Linked DNA regions of Mus musculus: regions 2 and 3 are each linked to region 1. Evidence: chromatin contacts called from public ChIA-PET and HiChIP or PLAC-seq data. All regions are on one chromosome and are shown on one strand. The core of a region is the stretch at or near the end of the contact, and the rest is flanking DNA. Distances in the headings are between cores, read along the strand shown. Region 1 has its middle 33 kb from the start of Nos2. Region 2 overlaps Nf1 (neurofibromin 1). Region 3 overlaps Foxn1 (forkhead box N1).

Evidence for each region. ChIA-PET counts read pairs in DNA pulled down with a chosen protein or histone mark. HiChIP or PLAC-seq counts read pairs in DNA pulled down with a chosen protein or histone mark.
Region 2: a contact with region 1 is called in an RNA polymerase II ChIA-PET map of memory CD8 T cells, with 5 read pairs. The contact joins two enhancer-like sites. A contact is called at or near these places in 2 of 39 promoter capture datasets (the C10 cell line and stem cell-derived epiblast-like cells) and 2 of 115 datasets of contacts at active chromatin or transcription factors (large pre-B cells and memory CD8 T cells).
Region 3: an HNF4G HiChIP or PLAC-seq map of pancreatic cancer cells shows a contact between it and region 1. The contact joins two enhancer-like sites. A contact is called at or near these places in 1 of 484 Hi-C or Micro-C datasets (the G1E-ER4 cell line) and 1 of 115 datasets of contacts at active chromatin or transcription factors (pancreatic cancer cells).

The regions. Positions count from the first base shown.
Region 1 is chr11:78,885,686-78,888,903 of GRCm38.p6, forward strand. No RefSeq gene overlaps it. Among named protein-coding and RNA genes, the nearest start is that of Nos2, 33 kb to the right of the region's middle. Within about 2 kb of position 1,501, at least 225 of the 459 cell types and tissues checked have an H3K27ac peak or open chromatin away from gene starts, as enhancers often do. A contact at or near this core is called in memory CD8 T cells and pancreatic cancer cells, where this site is marked.
Region 2 is chr11:79,518,478-79,521,695 of GRCm38.p6, forward strand. All of the region lies in intron 36 of Nf1 (neurofibromin 1), which reads left to right. The region is part of intron 3 of Evi2 (ecotropic viral integration site 2); the gene reads right to left. The region is part of intron 1 of Evi2b (ecotropic viral integration site 2b); the gene reads right to left. Among named protein-coding and RNA genes, the nearest start is that of Evi2b, 3.7 kb to the right of the region's middle. Within about 2 kb of position 1,629, at least 158 of the 459 cell types and tissues checked have an H3K27ac peak or open chromatin away from gene starts, as enhancers often do. A contact at or near this core is called in memory CD8 T cells, where this site is marked.
Region 3 is chr11:78,358,686-78,361,903 of GRCm38.p6, forward strand. It overlaps Foxn1 (forkhead box N1), which reads right to left. Exons shown (of 9, transcript NM_008238.2): 7 at 2,741-2,948; 8 at 2,092-2,583; 9 at 1-385. The coding sequence ends at 66. Among named protein-coding and RNA genes, the nearest start is that of Gm30367, 12 kb to the right of the region's middle. Within about 2 kb of position 1,561, at least 141 of the 459 cell types and tissues checked have an H3K27ac peak or open chromatin away from gene starts, as enhancers often do. A contact at or near this core is called in pancreatic cancer cells, where this site is marked.

The DNA.
Region 1 (3,218 bases), core at 251-2,750:
CAAACCCAGAACTTTCTCTGGCTAGTCTCACTAGCAGCCAGCTTGTTTTGAGAATCCTGTCTCTGGCCTACCAAGGCCAGAATTATGGGTGGGTCACCACACCCACTGGGCATGCATTTAGATTTCTGGATCTACTTGCTTGGGAAGCAAACATTTTAACTGACAAACCAGCTCCTGGTCCTCGTGACTGGTGGTTTAAAGCCAGCCAAGCCGCATAGCAAGATCTTGTCAGAAAGAGAGGGCAACGGAGAGGAGGGGGGATTTGATCTGGGCTTCTTAGAACTCAAGGCAAGAATAGAAATGATGACATATAAACCTTTCATGGGTTTGAGAATCAGGCAGAGCAGGAGGGGCGCACACTCTTTCAGAAGCACTTTCAGAGGAGCAAGCAGGCACCCAGCAGGTCACTGGGACATTAGACCACAGGTTCTTCAATTTTTTTTTTTTTTTTTTTTTTTTGCTTGTCTTTTCTTTGATTTCTTTAAGGGATTTTATTTTTCCCATTTCTTTTTTAAAGGCCTCTATTATCTTCGTAAAGTTGGTTTTAAGGTCATCTTCTCGCGCTCCAGCTGCATTGAAATATTCAGGTCTGGCTGTCATAGGATAGCTGGGCTCTGATGGTGTCGCACTGCTCTGGCTGCTGTGTTCCTACTCTGGCAGTTAGGCATCTGGATTTGGGATGATTGTAGGTCTAGATGCTGATTTCTGAGTTTGTCCTTGTTGGATGAGTGCTTTGCTCCTTGATTTCTGATTCCTCTTTGGTTTCCGTGGCATGCATTCTTAGCAGTTTATTTGAACTCTGAACCACTAGGGAATCTCTGACCAGGTTTGGGGCTGGACTTTTGGTAACTTGCTTGGCCTTTGGTGCAGCAGAGGGGGGTGGTTTTTGTTTTTCTGATGGGTGTGGCTTGCACCTGAGCAGCTGGAGTCTGTTCTTCTGACTGGTGTGGCCATGGGCAAGCCAGTAAGGTGGGATGGGATCAGGGGGAGAGTAGAATAGTCTTAGGGACCCAAATCTAGGGAGTGGGGCAGCTCAGCTGGCAGGGGCTCACTCACCTGCTCTTCTAACTGGGGTCACCTGAGCAGCTGGAGTTTGCCAGAATTGAGGGCAGGGGCTCCATCACTGGGTGGGCAGCCTCACAGATTCTCTTGTGGCCTCTCTTGCCCAGAGGCCTGATTGACAGCCTGTGGTTTGGTTTGGGCCTTACCATGGAAACATGAGCCTGTGGAGTCTAATGAGGTCACTCACTTCTAACTGATCACCCACACCAGGCCTGAACCCATGGCTCAGATCCTTTCAACATCAGTTCAGAGGCAGGCGGTACCTCAACTGGACTTCCAGAAAGAGGAGCTTTGTGAAGATAATACAAGACACCCAAAATCCCCCCCCCCCCCCCCCCCCCCCCCCCCGGGAAGCTTGTTTCTGCTACAGCTTGCACAATGCTGTATTACCCCGTGTGATGCTGGGGAGAAAGAGAAAGTGAAAACACCAGTGTGGAGCGCAGTGCCTGAGCAGAGGCTTCAGCTGGAGGGAATTCCCAGTCTGCTTGTTTTGGCATTGTCACAGCACAATCCTGCTGGGTAGTGGAAACCAGCCAGGCCTGACAACTCTAGGAAGAGTCATCCCGGCTCAGAGGCAAACATCCCGGCCCTAGGCTTTTCTTCCACCCTCACCAGCAGACAAGCTGGCCCAGTTGCAATGTTTGATTTTATATTCAAAGACAGAGTGTTTCTGGGGCACTCTGGCTGCCTTTTCTTTTGCAGCTGCTGGTACTGTGATTGCCTATGCAAAGGCTGAGTATCATAGCAACCCTTCTAGCAACCATGATGGGCATTTGCAGGGGGGTCCTCCAGCCTCTTTGGATTAATAAACCCTGCCGTTCACAAGGGAGGAGCGCAGAATTAAAAACAGATACCTTGCTCTCAGATCTCTTGCTCCTAGCCGCCCCTCCCTTCCCCTCCCCCTTCCTTTCTCTTCCTCCTTTAGTGGCAAGGAATTTAGTTCATAGCTCCATGTAGCCATCTCTTTTGAACTAGCAGCTGGAGAGATGGCTGAGGGATTAAGATCAAGGTTTGGTTCCCAGCAGTCACTTAGTGGTGCACAACTGCCTGTTATTCCAGTCCCAGGGGATCCAATATTGTCTTTAGACCTCCTCTGGCACTGCACATATATGGTGCACACAAATACACATTAAATAAGTAACATTTTTAAAAAACACAAGTACTAGCTGGCCAGTGCTCGTGCACACCCACAGTCTCAGTATGCTTGGAGGCAGAGGAAGGCGGATCTTTGAGTTCAAGGCCAGCCTGGTCTACAAAGTGAGTTCTAGGACAGCCAGGGCTGTACAGAGAAACTGTCTCAAAAAAAAAAAAACAAAACAAAACAAAACAAAACAAGGGGCTGGAGAGGTGGCTCAGTGGTTAAGAGCACAGACTTCCAGAGGTTAAGGTCTTCCAGAGGTCTTGAGTTCAATTCCCAGCAACTACATGGTGGTTCACAACCATCTGTAATGGGATAAGATGCCCTCTTCTGGTGTGTCTGAAGACAGCAACAGTGTGCTCATATGCATAAAATAAATAAATAAATCTTAAAAACAAAACAAAATAGATAAAATATGAGTACTAATGAATAACCTGAAATGCCACTGTGTATCCATATAACCAGATTGATGTGGCTAACTTAATCTCCTAGTCTTCTCAAATTAAAAAAAATTAAAATTTACTGGGATGATAACTTAGTAGTTAAGAGTATTTAGTTGCTATTCCAGAGGAAGAGAACCCAAGTTCAATTTCTAACACTCATGTTGAGTGACTCACAACTACCTGTATCTCTAACTCCAGGGGATCCAACATCCTCTTGTGCTCTCTGTGGGTGCACACATGTAGCACACATTAATATAAACATGTGCACACAATCACACACACATACACAAAACCACTGTGGTGGTGCACACCTATAATATCAGCACCGAGGAGGCAGAGGTAGATCTCTGTGAGTTTGAGGCCAGCCTGGTCTACAAAGTAAGGTCCAACGTACCCAGGACTACATAGTGAGACATGTATACATTTTTTTAAAATGTAATTACATTTATATATTTATTTGTGATGTATGTGTACACACAGACATATTAACCACTGATCCATCATCCTGGATTCATCTCCCTGCCCCTGAATTCTAATAATTAATTAATTAACTGGAAACAGAGTTTTACCATGCC
Region 2 (3,218 bases), core at 379-2,878, 630 kb after region 1:
GTATGATAAGAAATTCATTTTTCCAGGACTCTGAAGATGCAATAGAAGGTTTTGACAGTTTGAGTAGTTTGTATTTCTTTACCCAGTTACCACTAGCATAGTAGAATGATGATGACAAATGACACCCTTCTTGTTCATTCTCTCTCTTGTTTGTTTGTTTGTTTGTTTGTTTTATGTTTTAAGACACTCGCCCAGTTTAGCCCAGGTTGGCCTTGCTAAGATCCATGATTGCTGAGATCACATGCTTGAGCCAGAGGACCTAGACTTACAAGAAAAGATAATGTTTTTTTCTAGTCTGTTTCTTCTTTATATTTTCTCTCTCATGCTTGAAGCCTAAACTGTAAAATAGCTCTCTGAAGCCCCTTGCCTGGTGCAGGTTAGTTACCCTTGAACCATGCATGACCTGGTTGCTACTTCACACAAGGATACACATCTCTGTCTGGAGAAAACCTTACAAACCAAGCTTTAGCTTCCTTGAATACTTCCTAAACACATTAAATTATGCCATTTTGCTGCCTTTAGTGTTTTCTTTTTTTCCCTAATCCTTTTTTCTGCTGACTATATGTCTGAACCTGTCTTCATCTTGTAGACCTCAATTTAAATTCCCCTTCATAAACCCAGTTCTCTGACTGACCACAGGCACAGATAGCTTCCCCTGGGCATCCTCGGCCTGCTGTCCTGCTGGTTTCTTTGGCCCTACTTTGTGGATGTGCCTCATTCCTGCTTCTTCCCACCTGAATGGTTGTTTTTATTATGTTGTTTGCACATTTTCTATTATTATCCCCATTGCCTTAAACGAGATTATTTTAAAAAACAATTCCACAAAGGTAGGAAAAAACAAAGGAAGAAAATACCTCTATAGAGTATGCTATAAATGGGCTAGAGAGATGGCTCAGCCGTTAAAGGGTAGGCTCACAACCAAAAATATAAGAGTATTCGATAAATTTGAGACTTACATACTTATTTCATTTAACCTTCACAGAAGCAAATTAAAATGAGTTGAGCAGCTTGTCTGGGTTGTGGCTGTTAGTGACAGCATGAGGTTGTACCATGTGATTCTAAAGTCTGATTTGTGTCTGTTCTCCCTCCGTTTCAGGTTTTCTAACGTCGATTCTCCATGCCTTTCATTTTAGTTGCTCAGTAAATATTTAATCTGCGCTGGCCTCTTGGTTCTTTACTGTCTCACTTTGACTTTCTGTTAAGCCTTCTACCATAATACAAAGAAAACTTAGTTAAATTCTGTGTTTTATCCATCTTTTAAGGTTTTTTTAGGGAAACATTGAAATTTTTGGCGTGGATATGAGGGTCTGACTCATCTCTAGATGGTCATCATTCCTATCGTTCCACACAGTAATTTTATAGGTTACTTACCCAAAAAGCTTTGGTTAGAAAATGGTGTTCAAAGTTTTCTTTTGTAAATGTTTTTAGAAAATGCTTTCCAAAGCAACAGAAGATATAGAATTGTCTCCAACTAAAAATGTTTCCTCTTTTGTGACTTTGCTTAAAATAAAGAAACCATATGGTTCCTCTTTTTAGTTAGCTGAAAAAGGAAACAGAGAAGGAACCAGCTAACACAGGAACCGAATTATAAAACCCAGTGTGGTTTGTAAGATCAGCTTTGATTGGTTCATCACCTCTGATGTCAGTAGGAAGCTAGAGGCTTCAGGGTGATGCTTCCACTTGTCAGCAGTAGTAAAAGCAAAACCCACTTTTAAAATAGCATCCAACATTCCCCTGCTCATCATTTCTGTCATGTACCCTCCTAGGATCTGCCACAGGAGAGTACTAGAACCTCTTAGAATCTCACTCTAGCAGCTCTGCATACTCTAGAGAAGCATCAAGACAAAAAGAAGACATTTTGGATTTAATAATTTTGGGGGACAGGAAGCCTGACTCTTTTCAGATTTAATGAAGCTGTTTCTGTTACTGTAACATGCAAGCTTATTCAACATACTTGCCAACTTTGTAACTTGTACATTCCTAAATGGACACTGTTTCTGCAGAGAAAGATGATGGTCAGCTGATTTGGGGCAGGGGATAAAAAGGGGATTAAAATTTAGAATAGAAAGAATGGGAATAAGTATTTTTTTTCTTTTATAAAAAGGAGCACTAACAAGAAATTATAAAAAAAAAAGGTTTAGGATGCACTAGATATGTGGGAAAGGATCAGTTGATTAGAAAAGATATTGAAGAAAAAGAAATAATTGGAAATGGTAGTTGCTTATTAACTATCAGGAAGTTACTAAAGAAGACTGAAGTAGGTCAAATGCAGTTAGAGATGGGGGTGGGGGTGCTGGGGACTTAGCTCAGTGGTAGAGCTCTTGCTCTTGAGAGAGAAAATGAATGAATGGACATAGGTAAAGAGGATTGTTGAGAATTGTCATTTCCTGTCATTGGCCTGTATGTGGGAACAAGAATTAACAAAGAGCTGACCATCCAGGACAGAGGCTACATGACCAGTCCTCAATCCAGGCTCCATTCAGCTTCCCCTACCCTCACTGCCCTGCCACAACCCAGAGGTAACCCTGACAACCACAGAGACCTAGGAACAGTCTATGTAGGACCTTTCTTAGAAAGCCTTTACTCTCCTGCTCAGGGAAAGCTAGATTTCTCAACCTTATTATAGCAATACTTCTCTCTATTTAAATTCTGAGGTTTAAATCTGCATTTTGGTTCTTTGTTTTTTTTTTTGTTTGTTTGTTTGTTTTTGTTTTTTGTTTTTTTAAAGGGAAAATGTACATATTTTTAGTGACTTCGTATGCACCGAGACAATGAGATCGGAACTCATGGTGGCCTGTCGCATACTGCCAGGGCTACAGTGATTGCCTGCCATGCACATGGCCCTGAGTTTGGTCCCCATTACCACAAAATTACCTAAGAAAAATTAATGCTGTTCAATTGGCTATCATAAGAAATACATATCATTTTAATAAGGAATTGATGAACTTAGGAAAACATTCCTTAGGGAAAAAAGGTAAGTGTAGATAGTTATGTCAGAGTTTGTCTTTGAACTGTGCATGGTGTCTTAGGCCTTTAATTCCAGCACTGGAAGTAGAGGTAAATGGATCTCTGTGAATTTGAGGCCAGCCTGGTCTACTTAAGGAGGCCCAAACCAGCCAAGGCTAGATAGTGATAACCTGTCTCAAATAAACAAACAAAATTAGATCTTTCAGTTATTTTGATATAAGAAAAATAAGTATAGCTGGGTGTGGAAGCTT
Region 3 (3,218 bases), core at 311-2,810, 530 kb before region 1:
CTTTAAGGTGAGCCCAATATGGGGCAGCCAGCTAGGCAAAGGCCGCAGCTGATGTTGGGCATAGCTCAAGCCAGAGCCAATGGCTTTGAGCCGGGACTGAGGTACACGGCAGGGCCGGCAGCTGCTGAGGAGGGCGTGGACTCCAGTTCCACAAAGGCGGAGTAGAGAGTGCTGAGGTGCATGTCTCCCAGAGCACCGGAGCCGCCGCTGCCTGGAGGTGCCAGTTCACCTGCCTCATTGCCTGTTTCTGCCAGACAAGGCCCTGGGGGGAAGCAATGGGCTGCTGGTGGGGGTGGCAACATGGAGGATGACGTCGGCGACGAGGTCACCAATACGAGGGGGTCCAGGGCCAAGCTGTCATCCTTCAGCTGCTCCCACAGATTTCCTAGTCGGGGAGAGGGAAGAAGCCTCATCATTGGCAGGCCATAGAGAGTTAAGCCCAGTCTGTCTCCCACCCAAGTACCTCAGAAGCCTCAGAGAACAGGAGTCTGGTGATGCGGACTGGAAGCCTATCTTGGCATCCACTCTGGGACCTCAAGTAATCACTGAACTTTTTTTTTTTTTTCCTGAGCCTCAGAGTCCAGCTCCGAGCTCCAAGGTAGCACGGTGTAAAAGCCATAGATGCAGGCGACCCCTATGAAAGGGTCATCAGACTTTCCATCGGGGTCGCGACCCAGAGGTTGAGAACCACTGCCATAGTTGCAGGTAACCTCTGGGCCTCTTCGAGAAGAACAGGGTACTAGATTAAGGTTAAGGATTTGCCCATTTGAAGGTTGTTGCAAAGCTCTTCTTGGAAGCGGCCTAGAGGCCCCCCTGAACCTCTTCACTCAGGCTTCTGCCTTGGTTCCCAAAGGTTGATTTGCCGCCTACAGTCTTCCCACAGTGCACCACCGAACTTGATGAGGTACACAGGTCTGGCTCCCTAGACCCTCCTCCCCGCCCCCTCACAGGACCCAAGGTACAGGGATAGAACCAGAAAGGACACTTGACTCTGAGGAACAAACAGTGCTGTCACTGAGTTCCTCCTAGGGTCGTGTGACCTGCCGCGTGGCAGGCCAGTGACTGGAGTCGCTGCCTGGAACATCATCACCGCAGGGTGGAGAAAGAGACCTGACAACGCTGGCTGCTCTTGGCCACCTGGGTTCAACTCCTTCTTTCTGGCCCAGCGACCTTGAGTGGATGTATCTCTCTGTATAGTATTGTTTGCTAGGTCCAGATGGGAAGAACATATGTAAAGCTGTTTGCAAGATGCCTGGTACTCAGTAGGAGCTTGAGTGGGTATTAATTAAGGGTTTTGTGATGCTGGGGTATTGACCCTAACTAAGGATTGGTGCATGCTAGGCAAACGCTTTACCCCCTACCCACATCTCTAGCCTTCTGATAGAATTTATAGTATCCCACGTCCACATAGCCTCCTCTGCAGCCGCCTGTTCTCTGCAGCCGCAGCAGGTCTGGAATGAAGGTCTATGTGAAGTTTATTTCTAACAGTCTAAGGTATAGATCAACAGCCTCCTCCAAAAAGGCTTGCTCGGTACACTACAGTTCAAACGGGAAGGGGCGGGGCTTAGAAGGGTAGAGGGTGGGGCTTGGCTGCCTGTAGGATGGAGCGGGCAAGATGGAGGAGAATGTAAAGATTCACCTCTCTGGGCTTGTACCCTCAAATCTCTCTAGGACATGCTTAGCTCTGAGGTCTTCCATTCCATAGAAAGTCTGTCTCCTGAAGTGAAAGCTAAATTCTGATAAAACGCAAATGATTTTGGAACGTTTAGCCTCCCAGTCCCTCACAGTCAAGTACACCAATGGAACTTCCGGCTTTTCCCAGCTTTGTCAGATGAGCGGTTTGATGATGAAGCCATCTGGTACATGATCAGAGTACCAGGAGGGGGGAGATGGGGGAAAGAGCCTTTTAGCTCATGATCTGGAGGGCAGGGAGCAAATGCGAATTTAACATTCCTAGTCATCCGCCTCAGGTGACAAGAAACTCAGGAGCCAGCAGGTGGCAGCCTAGAGACATGAAGAGGCTAGGCCACGCAGCCAAGAGCACCTCTCTAGTCCTGTCCCACCCTTCCCAGCTCCCAGCTCCCAGCTCACCCTGGAAGTCGAAGTCAGTGAGAGAAGGGTTGATAGCATCCAGGTCAGTCCCAAGGTCTCCATCTGGCAGTAGAGTATCGTGCATGGTCCTGGCTGAGGAAGGCTCAGCCATCAGCTTGGCACCGTGGCTGGGTGGTGTGTGGGCAGGTAGAGGTGAGTCCTGGGGGGTGCCTGGCTGGGCCTGCAGCTCAAGATGCCCATCTGGCTGTGGGAACAATGGCTGCTGGTGTCCAGAAGGGGCCAGGCTGGGGGAAAGGTGTGGGTAGGTCTGCCCATAGCAGGAGGGAGCATGGCCACCCAGTAGGTCCTGCAGGGGGTTCTTGCCAGGCATGGGGCCTGGAGCTGGATGCATTGGGTGCAGAGGCTGGGAAAGACCAGCTGATGGTGCCATGGGCCGGATGGGACCTGGGCCTGCCAGCCCAGGGGGTGGACAGCCCAGCAGCGGAGAGCCCAGTTTTTCCCTTTTGTCTCCAATGAGGCTGTCCAGCTCTTCTGCAAAGGCCCAAAAGAAAACACCATGAGGCCTCTCTCCTTTGTAGCCTCCCAGCCCAGACCCCCCTCCCTGTATCCCTCTCTCCCCAGGCTCTGCTCTTCTTCATTCTGGTACCCAGGTCCCTTGGCCTTTCTCACACAGGCCTGACAGCCTCACCTGGTTTGGCCATGCTTTTGCGCACAGCAATGGGGTCTTTCCTCTTCCACTTCTGCAGTTCTTCCTGCATCTTGTCGATTTTGGAAGGATTGAGGGCCCACAGACAGCCCTTTCGAGAGGAACTTCCGGATTTATTCTCCACCTTCTCAAAGCACTTGTTGAGGGACAGGTTATGGCGAACAGAATTCTTCCAGCCATCAGGAGCAGTCTACCAGAGCAGAACAAGAATCCAGGTTGGGTTCAGGCGGCAAGAAATGGCTCTAGGTCTGGGGATTCTAGAACATTCCTTCGCCAATTCTATACATAGGGTCTCTACACACTCTGGCTTGATGTATTCAGCTCCAAAAGCATTCGTAGAACCCTTTAGTGGGCAGAATCGTTGATCCTAAGTTAGTTTTTGTTTTTTGGTTTGTTTGGTTTGGTTTGGTTTGGTTTGGTTTTTCGAGACAGGGTTTCTCTGTATAGCCCTGGCTGTCCT